Regions from separate parts of the Zea mays genome. Here region 1 is linked to region 2. A link is a contact called in public Hi-C data. All regions are on one chromosome and are shown on one strand. The core of a region is the stretch at or near the end of the contact, and the rest is flanking DNA. Distances in the headings are between cores, read along the strand shown.

Region 1 (4,349 bases), core at 263-2,762, 370 kb before region 2:
AATTTCAAGTTCTTCTTCTGCACCTTCCTCCTGGTACATCATACCATCCCCATCCTCATCAAACATTGGATAATCCCTCACATCCAGCACACCCGAGGCAATAAGCTGTTTTGCTTCCCACCTCTCTGGCGAGCTCATTCTCTTGAGTGGTCGTCTTGATGTTGGGGCTGCCTCATCCTCCTCCGTGATCACAATACCTGACAAACCCAACCTCTTGCCAGATCCCATGCCACTGCCCCTGCCACCAGATGGGTTCACCCTTGGTGCATCATCCCCACCTCGCTGCATCGGCAGGAGGTCTTTCCCAGTATCCTGATCGACATCCCGCATCGACAAACTCAACTTCTGCCCCTTCACCGAGACTACCTTCACATACACCTCCTGGTCACGCTTCACCACCTCCTTTGCATTGGCCACCCGCCTGCTAGCCATCTGCGATACATGAACAAGTCCCTCGTGGCCACCGCGAACATCATCAAGCCTGACAAAGCATCCGGTATCCATCACCCGGGTAACCCTCCCTCGGTACACCTGGTACAGCTCTGGCTCCCCACTGGGATTCGAAACAGCAACCTCCCTTCCCCTTCCTACATTGCCCCTCTCCTCTTCTTCATCATCTGCATACCTCCTGCTCCTCCCCAAGTCCCTAACTCTGTTCCTACCAGTATCTCTATCTCCATCGTGGAGGCGTTCCCCGTCACGATCCCGGACATGGTCATGATCCCTATCACGGCCATACTCACGGTCGCGCCCTCGATCCCTATCATGGCCATACTCACGGTCGCGCCCTCGATCCCTATCACGGCCATACTCGCGGTCGCGCCCTCGATCCCTGTCACGGCGGTCACGATCGTGGTCACGGCCACCGCGGTCTTGATCATGCTCACGGCCGCCGCGGCCGTAGTCCCGGTCTCGGCCTCTCCCATCCCAGCGGCGGTCGCGGTCGTCCCTCATCGGAGCAGGAGGGGCCGCATCGGCATCCCGCTCGAGCTCGAGGCGGAGGTTGCGGGCATGGTCGGGGTCGTCGGGGCGGGCGAGCCCGGGGAATTTGGCCGACTCCGCACCAGCAGGGCCCTCGGCGACGGTGGCAGCGCTAGGGTTGGAAGCAGTAGGCTGGAGGATGGCGTGGATGATGGTGAGGAGCGTACGGACGAAGTAGTCGGGGAAGTCGGCGCCCTTCTCCTTGAGCTTGGCGTCGAACTCGGGGACGGTTGTGGAGTCGCGGCCGAGCTCGGTGATGAACTCGGCCAGCACCTTGTCGCCGACGCCGATGTGGGTCTCGAGCTCGGAGCAAACTTTGGAGACCAGGGAAAGGTATTCGAGCTTCCTAAGCCCGTCATCGCCGGGACCAGCCTCCGCCGCCGCTGGCGCCATGGCTGAGGGTGGTGCTGGTGTCGGATCTAGGGCTTGGTCCGCGCTTCAAATTTATTCGGGTTGGGTTGGCCAGTTGGGTGAGAACTGTGGTGTGGTGTGGTGTGGTGTTGGCGTTGGGAGCGTCCCGGTTTGCTCCCGTGCTCGCTGTAGTTTTTTTTTTCATGGGTGGCTGGATTGTTTAAGATTTTTGCCATTATAAAACATGGCCGTTTCGACGAAACGGAGATGTTGGAAAGAGATTCGACGATATGGAATTATATAGAACGCGTAGCCGACGAAATAGACTCAAAATATTTATTAGCAAATGAGGAAACATTAACCCTCCTTCGTCCGAATCAGTCAGCGTCCGCCGGCTCGCCGTTAGTGCTTGTTGTCTCCGCCGCTCGTGAGGTGTTCTGGTGAGCTCTCTCCTCTCTTCTTCCTCCTCATTCTCCATTCCCCATTCTCTGTTTGTGGAATTCCTCGCTGACACCGGCAGCAGGTGCTTCCGCGCGGCGCTCGGCTCGACGAAGTCGTCGCTGCCGCTACCTACTGGCGCGTTGACAGAGCCTTTGTCATGGGCGGAGTGGCCAGGCTCGTGCTCGTAGGATGGAGGAGGAGGAGTCACGGCAAAGTCGCAGCGCGGGCTGTGTCCACGAGCGCGGCACGCACGGAGGAGTCCGGGTCCCTGACGCAGCGTAGCGCGGCGGCCAGGAGCCTGGGCACGAGCGGCGCGATGACGTCCCGCGGGTGCTCGCCGGCCACGAGCGCGAGCAGGCGGAGCGAGTGCCGCCGCAGCGGTGTCCTGTCAGTGGGCCGCGCTCCGTAGACCGCGGCCACGAACACCGGCAGCTCGTCGGCGTCCAGCTCGCGCGCGATCGCGTCCAGCTCGGACGCACCCATCACCTCCATGTCCCGGTCCGAGAGCCGCAGTAGGCAGCGGCTCACACGCTGCTTCATGGGCTCCCTCGGCGCGAGGCCCATGGTGCCTGGTGTAGCTTCACTGCTCCGTCAGAGGAGGTCAAGCCACTAGAGGAGGAGTCACGGCAAGGTCACGGCGTGACCTCCAGGTGCTAAATGGCCCGTCTCTACGCATAAAAGAGATTACGAGTCTATTTCGTCGGCTACGCGTCTTGTGTATTTCCATATCGTCGAATCCCCCAATGCCTCCATTTCGATGAAGCCGAATGTGCAGTATTTTACAATGGCAAAAATCTCTCGGTGGGGTGGGGTCGTGGGGGTGTGACTCATTTCATCCGTTCCTCTCTTTTCTCCCATTATTTATACTTTCTATTTATTTTTAAATATATTTCTCTCTAACCATTTTCTTATCTCTATTTACATTTTAACTAATTAATTAATTTTTATACATTAGTTTTTGAGTTTTAGAAAATTATACAATATTCATAGCATCATAATATATATTGTTATATGGTAGTTATACTTAAAAATGATTAATTTGGTAGGTCATAGTACTGATTAGTGAGCTTACCATTTAGAGCTAGTTTGGGAGGCACAAAACCGAAGGAATTGGAGGGGCTAGCACAAAAATGAATAAAAAGGGATGCTAGCCTCTCCAATCCTTTCGGTTTTGTGCCTCCCAAACTAGTCCTAGAACGAAAGGGAGAGTGAATCGTTGGAGGGGTGGGGGATAAAAGTACAGAACAGGGAGGAGGCGCATTGGGTGGAACGTTGGAAGTCGTGCGTATGAGGTCCACGACAAGAATTTTTTTCAGGAGGTCTATACGAGGTCCACAGCAAGAATTGTTTTCAGGAGGTTTGTCCATCATTGCTTTAATAGGAGATAAAGCAAAAAAACAGTTACTTTTTATCGTCTGAGCATAATTGAAATGGGTTCATAAATTATTAGTGGTACCATGCCTATATGTCGCAATGATATATAAGAACAAATATTACATTTTATCTTAGCTAAAATGGCTTGAAAGATATGAGTTGAAAAGGATTATAATCTCTTTTTTCTTCGGCTTAAAAATGATGTCGATTTCACTTGGTGTACATAACAACAGAAACCATTTGATCCTATTAAGAACTATTTGTCTTCAGCTCTAGTATTGAAAGCACCAAGACTAGGAGTAACATTCAGGTTATATATTGCAACCGAAGATGAAGTTATCAGAGTCGTTATGACTCAGGAGACCGAAGGAAAGGAGCATGTTGTAACCTACTTAAGCTGGAGGCTAGTGGCTGCTGAAACAAGGTACACCTGAAAGCTCTCTTGTGGGTTTTGGTGTTTGGATGACAACCCAATTAAAGGACTAACAAGTGTGCTAAGTGTTGAACAGGTGCTTAATGCAAAGCTAACAGGGTTCAACACAAGTGAACAAGTGTGATGGTCCAAAGACTAATTTATCTATAGATAATGAACACTGTTTAAGTGAGACTCGGTGTGCGTAACTCAGAGACAACTGATCAAGCCAAGGATGGAGGCAAGAAGAGCTTCGAGGTACCGAGTGCACGGGAGAAGGTCAAGGAGACCAGGAACCCAAAGCCAGGGGTGAAGAAGAAGACTTGCAAAGTCAAGGTTGATCGAGTTAAGAGTTATGGTGTATCAAGGATCACTACATAAGGACATGACTTACAACCAATGAGGTAACATCTACAGTTATGTGGTGTAAGTCATAAGGCTCAAGATCAAGCTCGAGAAATGAACAAGGGAGTTGGAGCTCAGATATATCAATCTAGATCAAGTCAAGTTGACTTAATGGTTTAGAGTCCAACATCGACCTCAAACATGCCAAATTGGGTAAAACGATGAAAAAGGTTAAGTATGTAAGGTTTGAGTGTTCAACCATGTTCCATACACCTCTTACTACAAGTTTGGTGCTTTGGTTTGCTCTCTAACTCTTTCTGTAGAGAAAGTACCATTCTGAGCTCTGCTGGAGGAGAAACAGAAAAGCTAGGAGAAGAACAAGAAAGATGTAAGTTTCTAGGACTAAATCAATTGGATTATACTATAAATGTGTTTGTTTAAGTCT
Region 2 (4,410 bases), core at 1,180-3,679:
GGCATCCTTCACAAGGTAGAGAGGATCCAAGATGAAGGCTGCGGACCAGGCCGGGTGATAGCTTTTTCTAAACCTTTTCTCAAGCACATTCAGGGCAGCGCCTTCATCAGTGTTAAATTTCTCACACCAATCTCTAACCTTGCTGCGCAATTCTTCCCATAGCGGCAGGCATTGCCCTACAAGAGGTCGATCAGCTTCCATCTCCCTCACCATATCAAATATCAGCTTCACGAGCGAATGCACAGCATCCACCTCTATCCAGAAAGCCTCACTGTGCACCATCTCTGCAATCTCCCTGGCAGCCGAGTCATCGATGCACACGAGCTTGTAGGAGTCCTCTTGCACAGCACGATGGAGAGGGTGTGCAGAGTTCAAAATGTCCTCCAGCATCTCAAAGGCCGCACGGTAGTTTCTGCCATTGCCGTTAAACGGCACATGTGCGACTCGAAGGAGAGAGGCATGGCCGAGCTGTTGAATTTGATGTTTGTGCAGCAAAGACCGCGCCGTCTGTTCGGCGTTGAAGAAGGCAGCAAGCTTGGCAGACTTGGCTGTGGCGGAGCGGAACAGCGAGAGTTCCCTCGCGAAATCCCACACCAAACGGGTGAAGCTATGGATTTGACAAGATAGGTTCACCATCCAGTAGTTCTTCTTCTCAAGATCACGCAGCGCCTTCGATTTGAAGCGGTCAGAAATTATGCCTGCGCAGCGGTGGAGGTCGCTAGAGGAACCTGAGGCTGAGACTGAAGCCACGGCCTCCAGCATGAGCTCCTCGGCGTAGTCTGAGGGCGCCATGGCGGGTACCGGCACAGCGCGATGGAACACGGACGTGCCATTCGGGAGGTTGACACAGAGAGTGACCACCTGCTCCCGCCAGCCGTCGGCGGCAAGCTGGAAGAAGAGCGCGTCCCGAACACGCGCGGTGGCGTCGGCGCGCGCCTCGGCGAAGCGGGCGTCGAGGCGTGGACCAGCGAGGTCGGCGCGCTGCAGGTCCGGTAGCCCGACATGGCGTAGGAAGGCCCGGAGCTTGGGGTGGCTAGCGGCAGAGAGCGACACGCCAGGCGATGACTCCAGGAACCAGTCGGACAGCAAGGCGAGCGCCGCGTCAGCCTGCGGCTTGGGCATCATGGTGACCGGCGATGCCTTGGGTGACTTAAGGCGCTTGACGCTGTCCTCGAGCATGGCGAGAGCGCTGAAGTCGCCTTTACCGCCGGAGAGCACGAGCTCCGACTGGTGTGGCGGAGGGGGCGCCGGCAGCGCGGGCAACGCCGAAGGGTAGACCAAGGACGGGTCAACAACGACGAGGTGATGATGGTGAGACACGGGTTCCGCCGGCGTGTACGCGGGTGGCATGGAATGGCGCTTGCGACTGCCGGATTGTTGTTGTTGGTGGTGGTGGTGGTGCGGATTGGAGTGGTGGTGCGACGAGGAGGGCGCGATGGAGGAGATGGGGACAGGGGATGAGGCGGTGGAGTTGGACGGCAGCGCGAGCTGCTGCGTGGGCGTGGGCGCCGGCTGCAAGGCCGAGGCGCCGGCGGGTCCCGGCGGCGGGGAAGCGAAGTTGGGGCAGGTACCACGCTTGAGGTGCTCGGAGGCGGTCCTTGACGGGTTGGAGGCAGAGAAGACGGCGGAGCAGAGGGCGCAGCGCAACTTGACGGCCTTGGGCGGCATGCCGGTTTCGGCGGGCGGGACGAGAACGGGCTCGAGGTGCGCCCAGTACCAGGCGCCCTTGCCCTTGACCGCCTTGGCCCGCACAGTGAGGAGGGCCTCGTAGCGCTTCAGCGCGGCGCGCGCGGCGGCCTCCTCGCCGACCATTGCGGGCGCCGCGGCCGCGGCCGCCTCCTCCTCCTTGGCCGTTGCCGTGGACATGGCAGCCGGGCCCGCCTCGCCGCCCAGCGAACAAGGGGCAGACGAACCGACCAGCCAACTAACGATCGGCAAACCGATCGCGAAGCGCGGTACGGAGAAAAGAAAGGGAACCACCCCACCCCCTCTTCCTTTCCGGTCACCAACCCGCCAATCGAATCCCGCTGTGGCAGCGGCGTGGGATTTCCCGCGGCGGGCGGCTAATGCGGGAGTCGGCACCCGGCGGCGCGCGCGGACGGCGATCGAAGCTGCACATTGGGCGGCGGCGGCCGCGGTGGGCCGTCCATGCGCGCGCGGGGGCCGGGGGGGCGGTGGGGTATTTCGTGGAGGTTTTAGGGGGTTTAGAAAGGAAGATTTGGGATGCGGGAGAGGAGAAAACAATGCGATGCGATGCCGATGCTGCAAGGTAGAAAGGGAGAGGAGAGAGACAGAAGAAAAAGGGTTGATAGGGACAAAACGAGGACGAGATCGATGAATTGAAGAAGAGTCTCACCCTCTCGACCGTGTCCGCCAAATACCAATATATAATAGTATGTGAATATGACATTTTTTTTTCTTTTTCATTCAACCAGCCAAAACTGCTGGGGAGGAAGGAAAGCAGTCAATCTGTTGTGAGGGGCGATATAAACTACCAAAATACCTTTCAAAAAAGCATCATCTATTTTATAACACAATTTAAATCCTAAAACATCATCTATTAGTGGAGAGGTCACCCACTGGCCACTGGCGTGATATTTGTGCTCACTGATGGTGCAGCAGTTGCTGTGCTGGTAGCGGGCGGTAGGCGGGGTGAAGACTAGACTCGGATGGATGGGTAGTCATATCGAGGACGAAGGAAAGATGGACGATGGAGATGGGAAGGAGTGCACAGGCCAAGCCCCATTCTCACCATATCAAGAATGCAACACTGTCCTCTTGGTATAGGTTCAAGTAAAGCCTACAGTATATGAAGAATAGTATACTAGGAAAGACCACGCCTGGTACACTACAATACTCCGGGTTGTACATACCATAATGACCTAGTGAAATAGATAGGTTGCAAAGCAGCCTTCAGAGTCAGCAACGGCAGCTAATGATACAGCCACTGAGGGACACTCGGATAGCTGGTCTCCCTGTACAGGGGAGGGGGCTACTGTATCCTTCCGCGCTACTGTATTCCCTCCAGATTAATTGCGTTCCCAACATAGACCCGGTACCAATTCTGGGATGGGGTATGACACGCATTGCCACCCACCTGGAAAAAAAAAGCGCTATTCACATTGATGGGCGACGTTTGAAACAGCTAGCCACGTTCGTTGAATTTCCTGGATTTGTTTCAAGGACACACAACAAGGCGTACATGCATGGATTATTTACGGGTTCCAGATGGAAACCGGGCGCAATCTTGATTGCTGCTGCTTTTTTTTTTTCCAAATCCACGCCAACTTTTTATGGGCAGAGGGCTCATCTCTGTCTTTAGATTTGGGGGAAAAACTTCAGTTGTTGTTTGGATCACTGGTTGAAATAATAGATCTGTTGGTTAGAAAAGCTATTGTTTCACAACTGTTCAGGATGACTTCAAAAGGACCTATTAATAGTGCTTTGGTCCTCGCCTAGTATTTCTCTTTTATCTTTGTAGATGAACCTAGCTTTGTAGTTTGTACATATTATTGCTTGCACCATTCACAAGTCATTTCCCCTCTCTGAAAAATCAATAAGATTTACTCTAGGTTCTTAATAGGCAGTAGTAGCGCAATATTTACAGCTGAGAAATAGAGAAACAATGTACAAAAACAAAGGAAATGTATAGGAATGAGATTGTAAAACAGAAAAATAGAAAACGTAGAAAAAAGATCAAAAGTGGTGTTTGTAATGTAGGAATCCATGATACAAGAACAAAAAACACATGAATAATAAGCTAACTCGCAATGTGTCCGTACGTTGCTACAGTTTTATTTATATTTAAATATAGAATAAACATAAAAACATATGTGTTTCGTTGGCTAAGTAGGTGTGAACGTGGGTTTAAACCCGACAACCATGGTTTGCATCTCCATTTATACGTATTTTTAGTATTTTTACTATTTAAATTAAATGTGGGAAAACATGACGAAGATGGAAACCGTGGAAACTTGAGTTATCCGACTGTCCCTCCATGGTTGTATCATTAGCTCTACGCCATAGCTGACTCTCAAGGTTGTCCCTCCATGGTTGTATCATTAGCTCTACGCCATAGCTGACTCTCAAGGTTGCTTTATAACATACTCTCTCCGTCCATATGATTTAGTCATTTTAGATTTATCCCAAGTCAAACTATTTTAACTTTGATCAACAATATATATAAGATTAAATTATTTTAAACTAAAAGAATTATATAATATGTTAGTTCAAGTCATGATGAATCCAGTAACTTTACTTTCAATTTTTAAATCTTATACAATATCCGATATAATCGGTCAAAGTTGATAGTGATTGACTTAGGACAAACCCAAAACAACTAAATCATGTGGACGGAGGGAGTATCTATTTCACTAGGTCATTACTGTATGTACAACGACGCAATTCTAA

What was found. A called contact is a pair of places that touch in the nucleus more often than the background predicts.
Region 1: a contact with region 2 is called in a Hi-C map of leaf, with 2.7 times the contacts expected there. The contact joins the promoter of LOC103626876 here to the promoter of LOC103626874 in region 2. A contact is called at or near these places in 2 of 25 Hi-C or Micro-C datasets (ear and leaf).

Annotation. Positions count from the first base shown.
Region 1 is chr5:129,174,955-129,179,303 of Zm-B73-REFERENCE-NAM-5.0, reverse strand. It overlaps LOC103626876 (probable pre-mRNA-splicing factor ATP-dependent RNA helicase), which reads right to left and starts at 1,512. Exons shown (of 2, transcript NM_001326564.1): 1 at 1-1,512. The coding sequence starts at 1,374.
Region 2 is chr5:128,801,753-128,806,162 of Zm-B73-REFERENCE-NAM-5.0, reverse strand. It overlaps LOC103626874, which reads right to left and starts at 2,429. Exons shown (of 1, transcript XM_008647228.2): 1 at 1-2,429. The coding sequence starts at 1,866.